Linked DNA regions of Sus scrofa: region 1 is linked to region 2. The links are chromatin contacts, called in public Hi-C maps. All regions are on one chromosome and are shown on one strand. The core of a region is the stretch at or near the end of the contact, and the rest is flanking DNA. Distances in the headings are between cores, read along the strand shown. Region 1 holds the start of TCF7L2 (transcription factor 7-like 2). Region 2 holds the start of ACSL5 (acyl-CoA synthetase long-chain family member 5).

Region 1 (2,700 bases), core at 178-2,677, 560 kb before region 2:
GGGCAGGCAGCGGGCGGGGGCCGGGCGCGGAGGCACTTACGGTTCGGGCGGTGGGCGAGAGCGATCCGTTGGGGAGGTAGGGGCTCGTCAGGTCGGGGATCATGATGAAGGGGTAGCCGGGATACGGTGGCCCCTTAAAGAGCCCTCCATCTTGCCTCTTGGCCGCTAACATGGCGGGACGGCGAGGGGACGGCGGCGGCCGCGCGGACCGGGAGAGAGCGAGGAGAAACTTTTTAGAAAGTGCCCCAAGTGGCCGGGCGCCCCGGCCCGGCCGGGGCACGCGGGGCGGCGGGCCCGGGGGGCAGCTCCCGGCGGCTGCGGGGCGCGCGGGACGTACTCACCTTCTTCCAAACTTTCCCGGGATTTATCTCGGAAACTTTCGGAGCGAGGCGGAGGCCGTCTTTCCGCCTTCCCGGAGGGGTGGAGGTGGGGAGGGCGAGGGGCAAACGGCACGCAGAGGGGGGAGAAGGGGGAGAAAAAGAATCAGTGGGGTGGGGGTTTGGGGGGAGAGAAAAACAGGGTTACAACTTTTTGCAATGGTGGCACCACACGCACACGCCGCCCGCCCGGCCCCGCGGCGCCCTACCGCCGCCCCCAGCCCCGATTTCTCCCCTGTAAGCAACCTTTGCCAAGCCCAGGAAATAGATTCAGAACCCCACCAGCCCGAGGGGCTTTTCCTACCTCGGAATCGGAGGAGCTGTTTTGATTCGTTTCTGATTCATTGACTAGAGACGATTTGACATCAGCTAAATCCCTCTCTGCCGAGGAGTTTTCGGAGCTCTTCTCCTCCTGCTCGCCCTCGTCTTTGAAGGAAATCAGTTCGTCGTTGGCGCCTAGGTCATCTCCTCCACCGCCGTTCAGCTGCGGCATTTTTTTCACCCACCAGCAGCAATTTTGGAAGAAAAATGAAGGAGGAAGAAAAGCCAAAAAAAAAAAAAAAACCCAAAAAGTTTTACCCCCCCAAAAAAAATATTGCAAGAAAAAGACGAGTCCAAGGTGAACTTTTTTTCTGCTTTGGGGTCTTTTTCTCCTGGGGAGGGGAAAGAGGGAGGAGGGGAGGGGAAGGGGGGGGAGATCTTCTGCACGCGTGAGTTTGGGTTTCTTTTTTCTCTCGTTCCCAAGGATCCGATCAATGTGCAAAAAAATAATAAATAAAAAAAGGGGGGTAAAAAAAAAAACACCACCAACAACAACAAGAAGTCAGATATAAAGAGCAAAGGGGGGGGAAGCCGAAGATACAGGAGGAGCTCGTGCCGCTCGGATTTGAGTGAGTTGAAGTTAGACTGAGAGCTTTTCAGTTCAAAGGCGGCGCTGATTGACAGATAGAAAAAGGGGGATCGAAATCCGGAGGAACGGAGTAGTCTGGGAGCGGAGATTATTGACAGGGCGAGAGGAACACACTCGCTTAATGAGATGCCGAGGGGCGGGGCCGGCCGGGTGACGTCTGCATAAATAAACAGCCGGAGTGGGCGGGGCGGGGGCGGCTAACAATGATCCTTTCGGGCGCCGGGAGAGGGAGGAGGGAGAGGAGGAGGAGGAGAGGGGCGGGGGAGGAGAGGGGCAGAGAGACAGAGGGAGGAGTGTGCAGGGGGAGAGGCCTGCGCTGAGAGTGTGCGAGCCCGGGAGTCTGGGCGAGGGAACGGGGACTCGCTCCGGGAGGGGGCCGGCTTCAGAAAGACAATGCGGGGTAGGAGAGGAGGGGAAGAGGGTGGCGACCGAGTCAGGAATCCGAGCCGGGAAAGGCGGAAGGAAAGCCCACTTGGGGGGCGGGGATGGGGAGAGGCCCAGAAAAAGTGCACTTTGGAAACATTAGAAATAAGTCTTAAGGAAGGGGAAAAGGAGGAGAGTGTTGTGGGGAATGGGTGGGAGGGTGGGGTGCTTGGTGGTTTAGCCAGCAGTGAAATCAGCCACCCTCGGGCGGGATGTAACAGAAGTGGTCGAAAAAGAGAGATCAACCCTCCACTTTCAGAGAGCCTGGGGAAGTGGAGGGCTGGGCAAAGTTCCTGGTCATCTGCAGTGAAAGAAACTATTAACCCACGAGGTCTTCCCTCCCCTTTTTGTTTATTAATAGTGAATCATTTCATTAAATCTTGTCTCACTAGACTAAATATGCCAAAATGACTTTTTATCCAAAAAAAAAAAAAAAATTCCAACACTGTGGTGTTTGTCAGGGGCATTAAAAATATCCTTAAGGAAAAATGCATGATTCATTTCAATGTAGTGTTGTGGCTTTTTGTTTGTTTGTTTGTTTTAACTGAGTTGGAGGTGGTAGGAAATGAGTTAGGATTCAAAGTCCTTTCTGGCTTTGGAAGTGAAAAGTTTGGGCGTTAACATCACCAGGGAAAATAAAACTGAAAGTTCACCAACCTCTGGGATCAGTGGTGCTGGAGTCTTTCTGGAAGGGGGTCTGAAATGAAATTCCCGAAAGACTGACCAAATAATCAAGATGTAGATGGCTCTGGCAGGAAATTGCTAACCCAGCTGATGCTTGAAGGCCTCAGGGAGGAGATGGAAAACCTGAGGTTTGAGGCAGGTATTTGTTGATTTTTAGGCTCTCTTGGGGAAGTAGATTGATTCACTACAAATGGGAAAGAAAATTATGTTAAAGGGGAAAAGGCCTGGGTCCCAAAACGCAGTATTCCTGGAAAATGGAGCAAGAACACTGATTTTCTTGCAAATATCCAATGAGAAGTGGACAGG
Region 2 (2,700 bases), core at 175-2,674:
TTGTTATATTGCCTGCCTCTTCTATTAGTATTTGTGACTTATTTTATTTCGTTTTTTTGTTCCTTTTTTTGTGCCAAGCACACGAGTGATGCTGATATGATTTTCTCCCATGTCTCTTCCAAGACTCTTCTGTGTTCATCTCAGATGCTTGTCAGTTGAAGGGCCCAACCATAAAGTAACTCTGGACTACAGAGGGAGGAGTCAAGCAAAACCAATTACTCCTTTTTTTTTCTTTTTAAGGCCAAACCTACAGCATGTTGAAGTTCCCAGGCTAGGGGTCGAATCAGAGCTATAGTTGCTGGCCTATGTCACAGCCACAGCCATGGTGGATGTGAGCCACATGTGTGACCTACACCACAGCTCACGATAATGCCAGATCCTGAACCCACTGAGTGTGGCCAGGGATCAAACCCGAGTCCTCATGGACGATATCGGGTTCTTAACCTGCTGCTCCACCGTGGAAACTCCCAATTCCTCCTCCTCCCTTTTTTTTTAAACTGAATCCATCTTTTAATTTGAAATTAAATTTTGTTTCATTTTATTAGTTAATTTCATTAATTTTATTAGTTTTTAGGACTGCCTCTGTTAAAGAATATCAATTACTTACACACTGGGGCTATAGATTCAATTTTACTTTTCAAACCACCAAAAAGACAGATACCCACATTAGGTAGCAAGGCCCACACCGTGGAGTCCCTTTCCAATGCTCATTCCTCGAAGGTCATTTGAAGTTCATCTTAAGTTAAGCACGTGGCCGCTATCTCTTAAAACAGATCCCACTTCACTCAGAAACCATTCCATCAGTCCCTTCCCTGGCAAGGAGGACTCAAAATCCATCAGGAAAACCGAGGGCAGCCCCCAGCCTGCCACAGGGGAGCCACAGCAGAGGCCTGGGCCCATAAGAAGGGGTCTGTGCTTCCCCTTCCCCAAGAGAGGCAGGAGAAAGGAAGTCCAATCCCTGCCCCACATTCCTCCCTCCCCAGGCACCCCATCCCCCCAACCCCTGGTGATGAGCAGGGTTTAACTAGAGACCAGGGATAAAGCAAGTACTCACATGTGCCTGGGACCCAGAGAGCTGCAGATCCACCGCAGCTGGGGGTCAGGATGCCCCCTGGGCATCAGCTCTGTGCCCTCGAGCCCCCTTGCCAAGTAGCCCTTCCGGATACCCCCTCACCTTGTGAGAAGGCCGCATCCCTTGGTGCTTCCAGCAAGCGGGGACTCCCGGCTCTGAGTGGCTCCAGGCACAAGAGTCCCTTAGCTCTCCCCTCACCTGGTCTCTCCAAGGTCAGGGGGTCTTCAGAGCATCCCTGCTGGCCAGGGATCCCCAGTTCTGAGCCTTCTGAGCCGTCAGCCCCGGTGTGAGCTGCTCTGAAGTCAGGAGTCAGGCCATGGCCAGCTTCTAACGTGCTCGTGCTCGGGGACTTCACTTCCTGGTTTTTCTTTCACAACTGAAAGTGGAAGCGTTTTGACCAGAAGGAGAAAAGCCGCCAACGCTCCTCTGGCTCAGTGTCAAAGCCTTTACCACCAGTCCCTAAGGGCTGACACATAAGCCAGCCTGTATCCACACAACACACCCTTTCCCTGTTTGTCTGCTTACTGCTAAACCAAGACCAAAACCCAGACAAAAATGACTCGAGGTGCCCTCCTCAGACCACCAGTGTCAGAGAGGCAAGGTTCGCCGCTGCCTTCCCAGGACAGATGTGGCCAAGGGTACCTCGGCCCTCATGTCCTTCCAAGACCCTGGGGATACCTGCTGGCCAGCCAAGTCCTGGGTCACCCCCTCTCCAATGCCCAGCCTGTCTCTGAAGCAGTTCTGATAAAGTCAACCAAAGAAGGAACTCAGGAATGACAGGGACAGTGAGGGAGAGTCTGTTCTTTTCCTCTGATATATCGGCTCATCCTTTTCATATCTCAAAACTGAAAATACAAATGTATTTGGCTACCTCCCTCACCTCCCAGATTAAAAGCTGGCAAATTTTGGAGTTTCTGTTATGGCTCAGTGGTTACGGAACCCAACTAGCATGAGGATGTGGGTTCATTCCCTGGCCTTGCTCAGTGGGTTAAGGATCCAACATTGCCGTGAGCTGTGGTGTGGATTGCAGATGCAACCTGGATCCCGTGTTGCTGTGGCTATGATATAGGCTGGCAGCTACAGCTCTGATTGGAGCCCTAGCCTGGGAACCTCCATATGCCTAGGGTGCAGCCCTAAAAAGACAAAAAGACACACACACAAAAACCTGGGAATTTTTAAAATTAGGAACCCACAGAGTTCCCTAGTAGCCTAGTGGTTAAGGACTTGGTGTTGACACTGCTGTGGCTTGGGTTTAGTCCCTGGCCCGGGGAATTTCTGCATGGAATACATGACCAAAAAAAAAAAACAAACAAACAAAAAAAAAAAAACGCATATGCCATTAGCTGTCAGACTGATCCTGCATTTTGTCTTGGAGGCTCTGGAAAACTGCTGTATGCTTATGAGACAATGATCATGGGAAAAGCAAATCACTACTTGGCATGATTATAAAAAGTGCTTTGAATGTGCAGATGCCCTGGCAAGGGTCTTGGGTATTGGTCTACAGAGCACTAGGACCTGTAGTTGTTTCTTTTTTTTCCTTTCCTTTCGTGTGTGTGTGTGTGTGTGTGTGTGTGTGTGTGTAGGGCTGCACCTGCGGCATATGGAAGTTCCTAGGCTTGGGGTTGAAT

Evidence for each region. A called contact is a pair of places that touch in the nucleus more often than the background predicts.
Region 1: a Hi-C map of liver shows a contact between it and region 2, with 6 times the contacts expected there. The contact joins the promoter of TCF7L2 here to the promoter of ACSL5 in region 2. A contact is called at or near these places in 1 of 47 Hi-C or Micro-C datasets (liver) and 1 of 2 datasets of contacts at active chromatin or transcription factors (alveolar macrophages).

The regions. Positions count from the first base shown.
Region 1 is chr14:123,342,422-123,345,121 of Sscrofa11.1, reverse strand. It overlaps TCF7L2 (transcription factor 7-like 2), which reads right to left and starts at 1,427. Exons shown (of 17, transcript XM_005657478.3): 1 at 682-1,427; 2 at 342-408; 3 at 41-165. The coding sequence starts at 870.
Region 2 is chr14:122,779,545-122,782,244 of Sscrofa11.1, reverse strand. ACSL5 (acyl-CoA synthetase long-chain family member 5) reads right to left here and starts at 1,424. Exons shown (of 22, transcript NM_001195321.1): 1 at 1,175-1,424. It also overlaps the pseudogene LOC100626929.